Linked DNA regions of Zea mays: regions 1 and 2 are each linked to region 3. The links are chromatin contacts, called in public Hi-C maps. All regions are on one chromosome and are shown on one strand. Each heading gives the region's core, a stretch centred on a gene start, on an enhancer-like site or on the middle of the called end of the contact. The rest is flanking DNA. Distances are from core to core; before and after follow the strand shown. Region 1 holds the start of LOC100216935. Region 2 holds the start of LOC100381551. Region 3 holds the start of LOC103630579 (F-box protein).

Region 1 (3,727 bases), core at 1,198-3,697, 130 kb before region 3:
AACAAGGCGCAAGGACAGACTATTCCAGATGTCCGTGTGTATCTGCTTAAACCAGTGTTATCTCACGGTCAGTTGTATGTTGCATTGTCTAGAGCCACTGCCAGATCGAACACCGAGATCTTTGTTTTCCCACCCAATAATAAATAGGATAAGAAAAAATGACAATAACAAACGGTACACGCACGAAAAATGTTTCCTGTAAAGAGGTCCAAACAACATGAAAAGATATTGTCTTTTATTTATCTTGCAGTTGTATTTGTATTATTTTTTTACTGGTTTTTGTCGTATTCATCTGCATTTAAAGTAATAGAAGAAGTCCAGGGACAATGAAAAAACAAGTAGCATTTTGATATCCTATGGATGTATTGCTGATTTAATATACTCTTTGTACAATAATATATTTTTAATAACTATAAATGTGAAATTATGTTTGGTTTGTAACTTGACGATTATTATATCTAACCTATTTCTTTAATTTTATGATTAATATTTAGGTTCATATCAGATGAATTGTTAATAGATGCTAGGTACGATTTTACAAGTGTTCTATCCATATGACATCTACGTACACTCAACTAATAAAAGTAAAAAAAAAGTTCCAACATAACAAAATGGCACCCTGCCGCCTGCCTGTCGCCAATTCTCTGTTCATTCACTTCGTAGAATGCTTCGGCGTTAGGCCGTTCAGAAACTAGAAGGATGGATGGATCCTTCCCCCCAAAAAAAAAACATTTGCAAGTTGCAGGCAGCTGAAGGAGATGGGCCTGTGCGAAAACCCATGGCCCATCCTAGAAAGCGGTCGATTGCACGCATCTTTTGGTACTGGCTTTAGTGTTCATCCCAGGACTTGAGGACCATTTCGGGAGCTTGTCCGGCGTCCGACACGGCACACACGGCGGGATCGGTGCCGTGGGCGCCGGCCGCGTATCTTGGCGTGCCGGAGCGGATCGACCATCCCTGCGCGCGACGAGAAGGAAAGCCTTCACGTGGAGGCGGCAGTGAGGCTAGCGCTGAGGCATTGCAGCAAGGCGCTGGCCGAGATTGGGCACCGAGCTGTCGGAACGCGCCAAACGCCAAGGGCGCGTGCCTGCCCGTGACCGCGGCGCACGCGCACATGGCCTGCGCTGCGCTGCGCCTGCGCGGCCCCTGGCCCGGGCGAGAGACAAACCCGCCGGCTGGGACGCCACCGGTCGTCTCCGCCGCTCAGAAGGAGAGGGTGCTATCTTAACAGGTGCCCGCCGCGCGGCCCGTGACCGCGCGTCGACGTCCCGGGAAGAAACGCGCGCGGCCTCGGAGGCAGGCCTTCGCGGGGCGTCTGTTCACGGCACATGCACGTACGCCAGCGCGCCGTGATCCCGGGTCGGCTCGTCGCCCATGCACAGGGTGTCACTGTGTCGTTGAGGATGTGAGAACAGGGTGCGAACTATTGGTGCGCATCTACTCGCGGGCAAGGACATCAACATCATGGAGCCTCGCGTTGTCATTTTACTAGTGTTTTAGGCAGGGAAGAGAACTGCAGGCTTCTGCGTTCCCGGTGTGAGTGAAGGGAAAACCATGCCAGCCTTTCTCATGTCAAACCAAAACTCCTCCAATTCTCAAGCGCCACTTCAGTTCAAGGATACCATGCTCCAAGCATTCAGCAAAACAACCGCAGCACAGAGCATCTCATCTGGACACAATGCAGATGAGCTGATAGCCTGCCCGGTGCCAGCAAAACACACTGCAACCCAAAGTTAGTATGTCTCTATTAGGTAAGGTAAAATAGGGGACGCATAACTATAAATGACAATGTTTGTAGAGTGAAGTTTGAAATAGAAGATACGATAGAGGATCTGCTCTGCTGGAGATAGCATTAGAGCCAACATATCAAGCACACATAAAATCCAATTTCAGATATGCAAGGACCTGCTATTTCTTCCAAGAAAATTTATGGAGCTTTTCTGCATCTTCAAAACAAGAGTACAGTCTGTTGGATAAGTGATAGTGATCTCAGGCCCATGGAATAGGTATGCGCCAAAGAGTCATCAACTTCTTCCCCACCTGAGTCCTAGATGACCTCTACTTCCGACTACCGATGGCGGACTACCCTGAAGATCACGATTAGTCATCAATCCACTAACGCGTTCGAGATCCTGTGGCTTACTCCCTAATTTCTCTAACACAGGCTTCTGCTGGTACCCGTACCTCCATCACAGTTACAGTTACAGCCATGTGACGCTGATCATAGGCTTTCTCACCAGCTAGTGCGCTGCTCAAGATACAATGGGCCTGGGCAGATCACGAAATTTCAACCATCGATCAGAGCAAGGCAAAACAATCCAGAGGAAAAAAGACAAGCTGTCCAATTTCTCCAGACAAGTAGCAACCTAGTCCAGAGGGACGAGGCCCCCAATTGTTCCCCCCTGGCTGCTGGTATCTACTGTCTCCCTCCCTCTCTGCCTTGCTATCGCCTTCCAGCTCTATTTCTATGCCTCTGCCGGTTCGCAGGGCCTTAGCTTTCATGAGCACTGGAGATGGACATCGAGTCGGTGAGGTGCGCCTGCTGTAGCCTCAGAGAGGACTGCACCCAGGAATACATAGACAATGTCAAGGGCAGCTTTGGGGGGAGATGGCTCTGTGGCTTGTGCTCCGAGGCTGTAAGGGATGAGCTCAGCAAACACAGGACCGGCCAGGGTAGAGTTGAAGAGGCTGTCAAGGCTCACATGGAATTCTGCAGGATGACGCTGTCAAGCCCAGCTGTCCGGGTAGCCGATGGCATGAAGGAGATGCTCAGGAGGAGGTCAGGGGACAAGAGGAGGCCAGCAACGCCATCAAAAGCACACCCAGCATAGCAAGGTAGGTAAGGGCTGTCGACAGAGATGCTTCTAGTCGCCTTAAGGTCAGTGCATCGATGTGGGAGCCTCTCAAATCTACTAAATGTATGTGTCCTACTATAAGTATATTGTATTTATATATAATACAGGCAGCATGTCAACTGTAAATATGAGCGATATTATTAATCCGAGGTTTCATGATCACTACATGAATCAAGTGCCGTCCACAGGAGATACATCTACCTTATTTTCTGTTTTTAGTTTCTTATTTCCTGCATTTGTTTCCTTCAGATCTAGTTGGTGATTTTGTTTCTTTTCCTCAATTTATTTATTCTGGTAATTTGTTTCCACGAGTCAATTCTTACTATTCAGTTCTAATGGTGTGAAGAGTGAACAGTAGCTTCACTTGATTAATCGTAAGGTACTTGAAGATAGTACTGGAAACAAAGGGTACTTCTTTTTTTACTAAAAGAAAGCCAACATGAGGATCAAGGAGGCCTAGATAATGAGTTAATGACAGATGCGCATCGCATGGAAAAGACAGTAGCAGTAAATTACACAGAGAGATGTTTCATTGAGGGCTCAAATATTCTGCAGATAAGTAAATTTGGCAATATAAGCTAGAGTTCAAACGAATGAAAACCCAGCCAGAGGGGTACGCAAGCATGAAGCATCACTCTAATACTAGTAGTGCTGAGACTAAGAAGCACAAACATACTCAAACTTGCCTCAAGCCAGAAGCATACTCCTGACATCTTTCACTATAGCTAGAACAGTCCTTCTCCTGCAACCAAAGACTATTGTTATTATCATTTGCATGATTGAAAACTTAGTCAAAAAAGGTAGCCAAATTATGATTTAGGTCCACACTGAAATGATAATTGTAATTCCATAAATACCATTCGAAAAGGTCA
Region 2 (3,734 bases), core at 610-3,109, 220 kb after region 3:
TGCCTCCTAGGTAGACGATTCCACTCCCTCCTCATTGACGGGTGGCCCCTGGTAGCCAGATGTTCCCTCCCGTGCGCTCTCTCTGACCGGTGGGCCCTAGGGGTCCAGGGATCTTTTCCCTGACAACGTCTAATGGAACGTTTAGATGCAACATAATAAGAAGTCATGAATTAGAGGAGGGAGATTACAAGAGGTTGGACTTCATGGTAGAAATCATCCAAAACCTTACCATAATAGACCATTTCATATAGATTTTATGGGATTTGTAGAAACTTGGGTCCTTTGTCCCAAAGGATCACATATGAAAATTGCATATAGGATTTCAATCATTCAAAATTTCTTTGTTTTCCAAAGGAGGCCTTAAGGCTAGTTTGGATCCATGATTCCTCATGGAGTTGAGGGGAAATTAGTTCATATCTCCCTCAATTCTATCCAATTCCTATAGGGAATGGATGTATCTAAAGTAAGCCTTAGGCCTCCTTTGAAACATAGGAATGGAAAAACACATGATTAGAGTTGACTATGATTTGCAATTCTAAAGAAATTAAGGATGCATGAAAATTTCTCATATTGCCTTTGAATGTTATCTAGGAATTTGAATAAAGATATAAGAGTTATAGGAAAGTTTCCAAAAAAGTTGGGCCTTTTGTTTTTTTGCTCTAAAACTTATATGGAGAAAAACAATCCAAAGGAATTTAAAAAAATGATAAGATTGAATCATGTGTTCCAAAAACTCACGTAGGGAATTTTTCTGTAGGGAATGAATTCTTAAAATATTCTTTATATAGTGTTTATGGATGACGGTTTCCTATCGTTTTCATTTGGTCTGCAAAATTAGCTCGAGTCTCGTAAGTCGACTCGAAACGGCTCGTGAGCCGAGCCAAATTTTAGAGCTTGTTGGCGCAACGAGCCGAGCCGGCTTGTTCTGGTTCACGAGTCGACTTACGAGCTACATCAAATTAATAAACCTACACAATCATAATAGATATTGGATACTTTTATAAATATCTGGCTCATTTCTTAGCCTTCAGTGATGAATATATAACAATTTATATTACTTGTATATTTATAGACTATTAATTTATTATATGATGTATAATTTATATTACTTGTATATTTATAGACTATTAATTTATTATATGATGTAATATTAATTATAAAGGTACAACTCGTGAGGTAAGCCGACTCGTGAATCAACATCGAGCCAAGCCAAACCTCCTACAACTTGCTTACTGAGTGAGCGAGCGAGCGAGCTGAATTCGGCCAGCTAGCAAGCCACACCAAGAAGGCTCGTTTACAACCCTAGTTTTCATGTACGACGGTGCTACGGGATTGACTGGCCGCGAGACACTTCGGAGTTCGGACCTGTTTGGTTGTGGACGAAAAAAAGCCTGACCAAAATTAGGTAAGTGAATAAAGTCAGGCTAAACCAAAATTAGACTCAAATTTTAGAGGGTGTTTGGTTTCTAGGGACTAATGTTTAGTCCCTTCATTTTGTTCCATTTTAGTGTATAAATTGACAAATATAGAAACTAAAATAAAGTTTTAGTTTCTATATTTGATAATTTTGTAATTAAAGTGGAATAAAATGTAGGGACTAAAAATTAGTCCCTACAAACCAAACACCCCTTTAGTGTTTGGTTGTGGCCAAAATGCAACGTGACTCGATCAAATTTGGGCAGTTGATTTGGACGCCCTGGTTTTGGCTATAAGGATTGGGACTAGCATGGCCAATATTTTATGAGCATAGTTAAAATTTAGCCTTTAACTAAACACTGGCCAAATGGCTTAGCAAGGCCAATATTTATTCTGGTATCCCTGGGCTTGCATCCAAACAGACCCCAAGTGCTGGACCTGATGACTACTCACAAGGCCGGAGTTCTGGACCCTGATGCATACTCGGTAGTCGGTACGCACGAGTATTGCACGTGACAAGGCCTGTCACTGTCAGCCATCTGACGAGGGAAAAAAAACAAGCAACTGATGACGGCCGCTGCCGTTCGATTTGAGAGCCACCGATTAACCCATCCATCCACCTCGCCGCCGCCGGAGAGTATGGTTGAGCGGCGGTACACCGAGGAGGAGGAGGCCCTCGAGATCAAGTCCCTCCGCCGCATCATCGCCGCCTACGCCAAGTACGCGCACCCATCCCGGCTCTCTCTTCTACCCTGACGAATTAGCCTCCATTCGTTCCTACGGCGTCACCGCCGCCCGCAGTTGATTGGACGTGTATAAACGGGGTGCTAGAAGCGGTTCCGCGTGCTGGTCCAACCCAGGAACGATGGCTTGATAGGATGGGCTGGAACGGAGGATACTGTGCTCTGATGATGCTTAAGAGTGAGTCGTAGGGTTCGTGGGCGCTCTCCGGTTCGACAGTGTGAGATGCTAACAGGAGTCGATTGGGCGGTGGCAGGGATTCACTGCGCTGACTTTCTGCTTTTCTGGAGAGTGTAAGGCACTTATGCAGTTCCCGATTAACACAGCACCATGCGACCCCCCACTCATAGATAGAGAGATTATTGGTAGTTTGAGTAATTGTTAGTTAACCACGGTTACTAGTAGTGGTGCTAGACCCTGTAAAGTTTTTCTTGGTTTTCCTTAGCTTGTTAGGCTCATCTTACAAGCTACAAGGAACATGGAGAGAAGATTAACTGGATACATGCGAGTAACATGGGGTTTTCTAGCACTGTGCTTGCTCTTGGTGGTGGTCGATTAAGAATGCAAGTGGGTAAGTGGTTCGAGCAGCCTGTTTCAAATGGCCTATTTGTTGGTTTGCAGACTACATTTGCATCCCTACATGTTGATTGATGCCATCAGGGGGTGCATTTAATGGCAGCATGGTAAATTGCCTACGTTAAGCATTTTTGACATAGTCGACCAATGTAGCATCCTTAAAATGTTCAGTGGAAATCATCTGTAGTTTGTCGTCAGCTGTTGGTTCGTTTAGAAGTTTTGTCTATATATGCAACATAAGGTAGCTAATCAACTGTTGATTTTTATTCAGAGGATGAAGTGATATTGAACAATATACCTGAGAAAATTTTGGCTCCACCCTTTTATGCTGATTGAAAACATTTGTTTTGGTGGTTGTGATAGCTATCAAGATGCTGCAGAAAGGGATGTCGAGAGATATGAGCGGTCATTCAAAATGCTTCCTACAGCGCACAAGGTTTATATAATTATATATCCAGTCTTAGTCACCACGTGTTTTCTTTATTTTTATTCCACTTGTTCCTCTTTCTAACCACATCTGGAGTTCATTTTGGTTTATATAAATCGCCTAACGCAATATGCTCTCCCACATTTACGTGTTCTCTGTGTAGAAACTTCTTTTCCACCTCGGTCTGAAGTACCAAAGTCTGAGATGGTAAGTAGCATTCTGTGCTTCATGCTTATAAATGTACTCCTCTGTTTCAAATTGTAAGTCATTCTAGTTTTGTCCTAAGCCAAACTAGTTTAACTTTGATGAAGTTTATAGAAAAATATATTAATCAAATATTAAAATAAATCTCATGATGTATCTGATGAATCTTGTTTGATGTGGTAGATGTTTGTTCATTGTTTCTATAAACTTGGTCAAAACTAAAATGACTTACAATTTGGAACCAATGGCGGACGCAAGACTAAAATTAAGGAGGTGCTAGTGTAACAAAGAAATAGTATATATGTTGGCCATGAGTAACAATAAAACTTTATGTAACATACCACTAAGTTGCTACTTGCTAGCCATGAAT
Region 3 (4,275 bases), core at 1,106-3,605:
GGTGTAATCTCCGGAAGCAAATTGACTTGAGAATACAATCTTTTATCGTTCTGATGGTAAATTGATGTTTGATCATGAGAAAAACCTGAATAGCCCTAGCGCTTCGTCTATTTAGTAATGTGCTTTTTATACATTATGTGTATCTGTTCTTGTACTTTGTTATGGCACAGAAATTAAATTGGCATGCTTTAAATGGAGGATCTAAGCTCTGGAAAGAATATCGAGCTACCTATCCAATGATGCAAGTGGGTAGACAGGTAGTGGGCTGTATATTTGCATTTCAAGTTGTTTTAAAGCTTTGTTTCGGAACAGCTTGTCATTTTTTATTTTTCTTTCTGTTGTCAATGGGTTTGCTTTGGTGGCGCCTGCCTTACGATGCACTGGAACAAAGCGTAGCCATCAGGCACTTGTTTGGCAGCTGCATATAGGAAGACAGTGCCATAACACCAAACTGGTTGATAATAGCTCAGTAGGTGCACTTAGACAATATATCTAGAAGAAGTCAGAATGATCCATCATTTGGAATAGAGCGACTAGTAAAAAATTAGATCATTGATAAATGCATAATCAATAGGGCTCTGATCTGCAACGCTTACGGCTTACCGCTAGCTGCATCATTCGGTAACCACTAACCACCGTGCGAATCAAGCTGCCGCAGCGGTTGCAAAAGTGCAGCTGAGCACGCTGCATATTTTCTCACCACTCCCTGTTCAAAGTCTCCTCAACTATACACGTTGGGCCAAGAGACAGAGACAAAGTAAAGAGAATGAATTCATCTTCGATTAACCAACCACTTAGCAACAATTAGTTGTTGACCTCCGTGTCTTCGTTCTAATCAAAATTCTATACCAACGGTTTTCTCTTTCATATTAACTTAAAATGCGTCGTTGGTGGTTCATGAAATTAAAATAATAGACTGTTTTGACATTGTGGGTTGTGGCCATCAACTTTTTAATACTTCGCTGCTGGACTATTTTGACATATAATGATAGACTGACTATTGAATGTATACCTAGTGTCGGGGCCCTATAAACTTAGGGTTATAGGGTGGTCGCTACTCTGCCTCACCCTCAGGGCCACCATCGACTTTACAAATAGTTACATTCTAAATCAAATCATTGGTCTAAACTCTAAAGTCCCTTGAATTAACCACCTAGAAAGTTAAAGGGACCTAAACGAGAATGTGAAAAAAATCTAGATACCTGCAAGTGAAAACAGTCGGAAACGATCGAAAAACACCATTTTCGTTTTCATATTTTTTCTCGGAAACGAGATTGAAAACGGTAACTCCGGAAATGAAAACATCGGAAACAAAAGTTCGGTGCGAAAATTACACCGGTTATCAGAATCTAAAATTTGATCGATTTTTATAACATGTACCATCAATTGACTTCAAAAATTCATGCAAGTCATACATTCATATAAAATTAGTAATAATATATAAGGTAGGAGGTTACAATAAATATATAAGGTAAGAAATATACAATAATAAAATCATCATTATGTATTTAAATAAAGTAGAATCAAGATGTGTATAATGATATGACACTTAAATTCTATGTGTGCTCCTACTATTTGGCATAGTCAATATAGTTAGTGTCCTCTTAGTCCTTCTTAAGTTCTCGTGCAAATTATGAATATATGTATAGAGTAATAATAGGTAAAAAACATAAATAAGATTTATAAAAGTTTTAAATGATTTTAAACTATATATCATTAGATAGATCTTGATTTTAGGAAAATAATAAAATTAGTTTCATATTTTTCTAAGCTAAGATGAATTTATTATGAATTTATAAAGATAAGTTCAGATTTAATATTTTTCTGAAAAATATCGAATTTATTACCGACAGTAAAATACCGAATAAAAACGGCAATTTTCGGAAACGGACGGAAAAAGCCCAAACCGTTTTCGTTTTCGATTCCGGTTTTTTTTCTACCGATTCCATTTCCGTATTTTCGGTAACTGTTTCCGTTTAGACCTAAATTTCGGTAAAAATTCAAAAATGATTCCCGATATTTGAAAATTATCATTTCCGTTTTCATCCTGCAACACATTTTTACTCCCTTTATAATTGGCGTCGGTTACCCCAAAAAATCGAGGTTCCAAACAAAGTTAGTTGTTGCTTAATAAAATAATGTTGGTTGGTTTTGTTCTTTCTTTAAATTGAATGACCACTTTCATGCTATTGTTATTTCTCACCGGTGCTAGTTTTCCAGAGATTAGTTGTTACTGCTTCATCTTTGCATTTTAAGTGAAATCCCGGTATAATCGGTGCATTTCGTATGGGGAAATTGCTGGTCCATGGTTGTTGGGTGTTGGCAATTTAAACCATGTGGCTGGCCATTAGTGTTAAGTTTCTCCCTACGGTGTAATTTTTAGAAAGGTCAGGGGGGGCCTTGCCAGCATCATCCCTGCCGTCTGCCGAAACGGCGAAAAAAAAAACAAGAGTGCGAGCCCACCACCTCTCCTTCTCTCTCTGTCTCTCCTCCTGGCTCACTCTGTGCGCTCCTCGGCGCGTGCCCACGTCTCCCACGCCTCCCTCCCTGCATTCCCCCCTTCAGATCCGGTCTGCCCCGCCGCCGCCGATGTCCGAAGATCCCGTGGGATCCCGCCGCTGGCGGTGCGACCTCGGCGGCGACGAGCGCTGGCTCTCGGGGGCCGCTGGCGACGACCAATTCGACCGCCTCCCGGACGCGCTCCTCCTCGTCATCTTCAACCGCATCGGCGACGTCAAGGCGCTCGGCCGCTGCTCCCTCGTCTCCCGCCGCTTCCACGAGCTCGTGCCCCTCGTCGACTCCGTCCTCGTCCGCGTCGACTGCGTTATCCCCGACGAGCCCCCCTCCTCCTCGTCCTCCTCGTCAACGCCGTCCTCTCCTACGGCGTCCGTGCGCGCCCGCGGGGTCTTCTCACAGATTGCGCGCATCGTGCTCGGCGGCATCGTGAAGCCCATCCAGGCGCTTGGTCAGATCCTCTCACCCGCCAACTCCGCCTCCGGCTTTCCGGCATCCGCCGCTTCGTCGCTATCGTCGTCGTCGTCCTCCTCCTCGCCACTGCCTGCTGGGGACGTGTCGCACCACTCGCCATCGGAGGTGCTCCGTTCCTTCAAGGAGCTCCGCCACCTTCGCATCGAGCTCCCAGCGGGCGAGCTCGGCATGGACGATGGCGTGATGCTCAAGTGGAAGGCTGACTTCGGGTCCACACTGGGCAGCTGCGTCATCCTTGGAGCATCCTCAGCCTCGCCGTCGCCCTCCCCCTCCTCAGCTGGCTCAGATAGTCCGAGCGCCGCTCCCTCTGATGACAGTGGCCACACCGAGCCTGATGAATGTGACGATTCAGGAAGCATCCCTGAGTCGTTCTACACAAATGGGGGGTTTAAGCTGCGAGTGGTTTGGTCAATCAGCTCATTGATTGCGGCCGCCGCGAGGCATTACTTGCTGCAGCCGATCATTGCTGATCACATGACGCTCGAGACATTGGACCTGACAGATGCTGATGGTCAGGGAGTGCTCACCATGGACAAGTGCCAACTGCAGGAGCTGAGGGTGAGACCGGTGTCAACATCTAGGGGCTCACACCGGACGCTCATGCCAGAGCTTTGCATGTGGCTGTGGTATGCACCATGTATTGAGCTGCCTGGGGGGTTGTTGCTGAATGGTGCAACGCTGGTGGCCATCAAGCCAAGTGAGGAAGGAACAGGGGACACAGTTTGGAATGAAACTGCTGATGCAGCCTGGGTGTTGGATGCATTCGAGGAGCCATATAGAACAGCGGCGAAGATGCTTCTCAAGCGAAGGACCTACAGCCTTGAGATGAATTCATTCTAATCTATGGGAGATGGCATTTTGGAAGCTTCAGATGTGAGAGGTACACAATAGTTGTCTGATTTTTGTTTGTAATTTCTGTTTGGTAGATCGAGTTTTAGTATTCTTGCATAATTGTGAAATACTGAAATGAATACAACTAGGTCACCTCGACACACATTTTTCTAAACACTAAACAGCACGAGTCAAAATATCTTGGTTGAATTTATGTGCCGAATTTGACTTTGGCTTGTGTTGCATCTTAGAAGTACACAAATTTCTGTTTTAGACTTTTAGTTCATTAGGTGGAACTAAGTTTTGGGCAGTCAGGACCAGTATTAGGTGGAAACCTATGTTCTTTTTTTTTTGGCCGAGCTGGGCACCCTGCACCCATGTTGATTCCAAGTGCTATTTGGTGTTTCCAAATTTTTTTTGCCCACACATCAGCCGCTGTATGGTGGATTGAAGCTT

What was found. A called contact is a pair of places that touch in the nucleus more often than the background predicts.
Region 1: a Hi-C map of tassel shows a contact between it and region 3, with 2.1 times the contacts expected there. The contact joins the promoter of LOC100216935 here to the promoter of LOC103630579 in region 3. A contact is called at or near these places in 2 of 25 Hi-C or Micro-C datasets (ear and tassel).
Region 2: a Hi-C map of ear shows a contact between it and region 3, with 2.4 times the contacts expected there. The contact joins the promoter of LOC100381551 here to the promoter of LOC103630579 in region 3. A contact is called at or near these places in 2 of 25 Hi-C or Micro-C datasets (ear and leaf).

Annotation. Positions count from the first base shown.
Region 1 is chr6:169,324,799-169,328,525 of Zm-B73-REFERENCE-NAM-5.0, forward strand. It overlaps LOC100216935, which reads left to right and starts at 2,448. Exons shown (of 1, transcript NM_001143319.1): 1 at 2,448-3,016. The coding sequence starts at 2,514. The coding sequence ends at 2,831. LOC100274237 reads right to left here. Exons shown (of 7, transcript NM_001353440.1): 7 at 3,314-3,597. The coding sequence ends at 3,581.
Region 2 is chr6:169,671,958-169,675,691 of Zm-B73-REFERENCE-NAM-5.0, forward strand. LOC100381551 reads left to right here and starts at 1,860. Exons shown (of 18, transcript NM_001318235.1): 1 at 1,860-2,135; 2 at 3,097-3,169; 3 at 3,324-3,367. The coding sequence starts at 1,984.
Region 3 is chr6:169,453,314-169,457,588 of Zm-B73-REFERENCE-NAM-5.0, forward strand. LOC103630579 (F-box protein) reads left to right here and starts at 2,356. Exons shown (of 2, transcript XM_008651626.4): 1 at 2,356-3,868. The coding sequence starts at 2,590. The coding sequence ends at 3,828. It also overlaps a transcript of LOC100281515 not described here.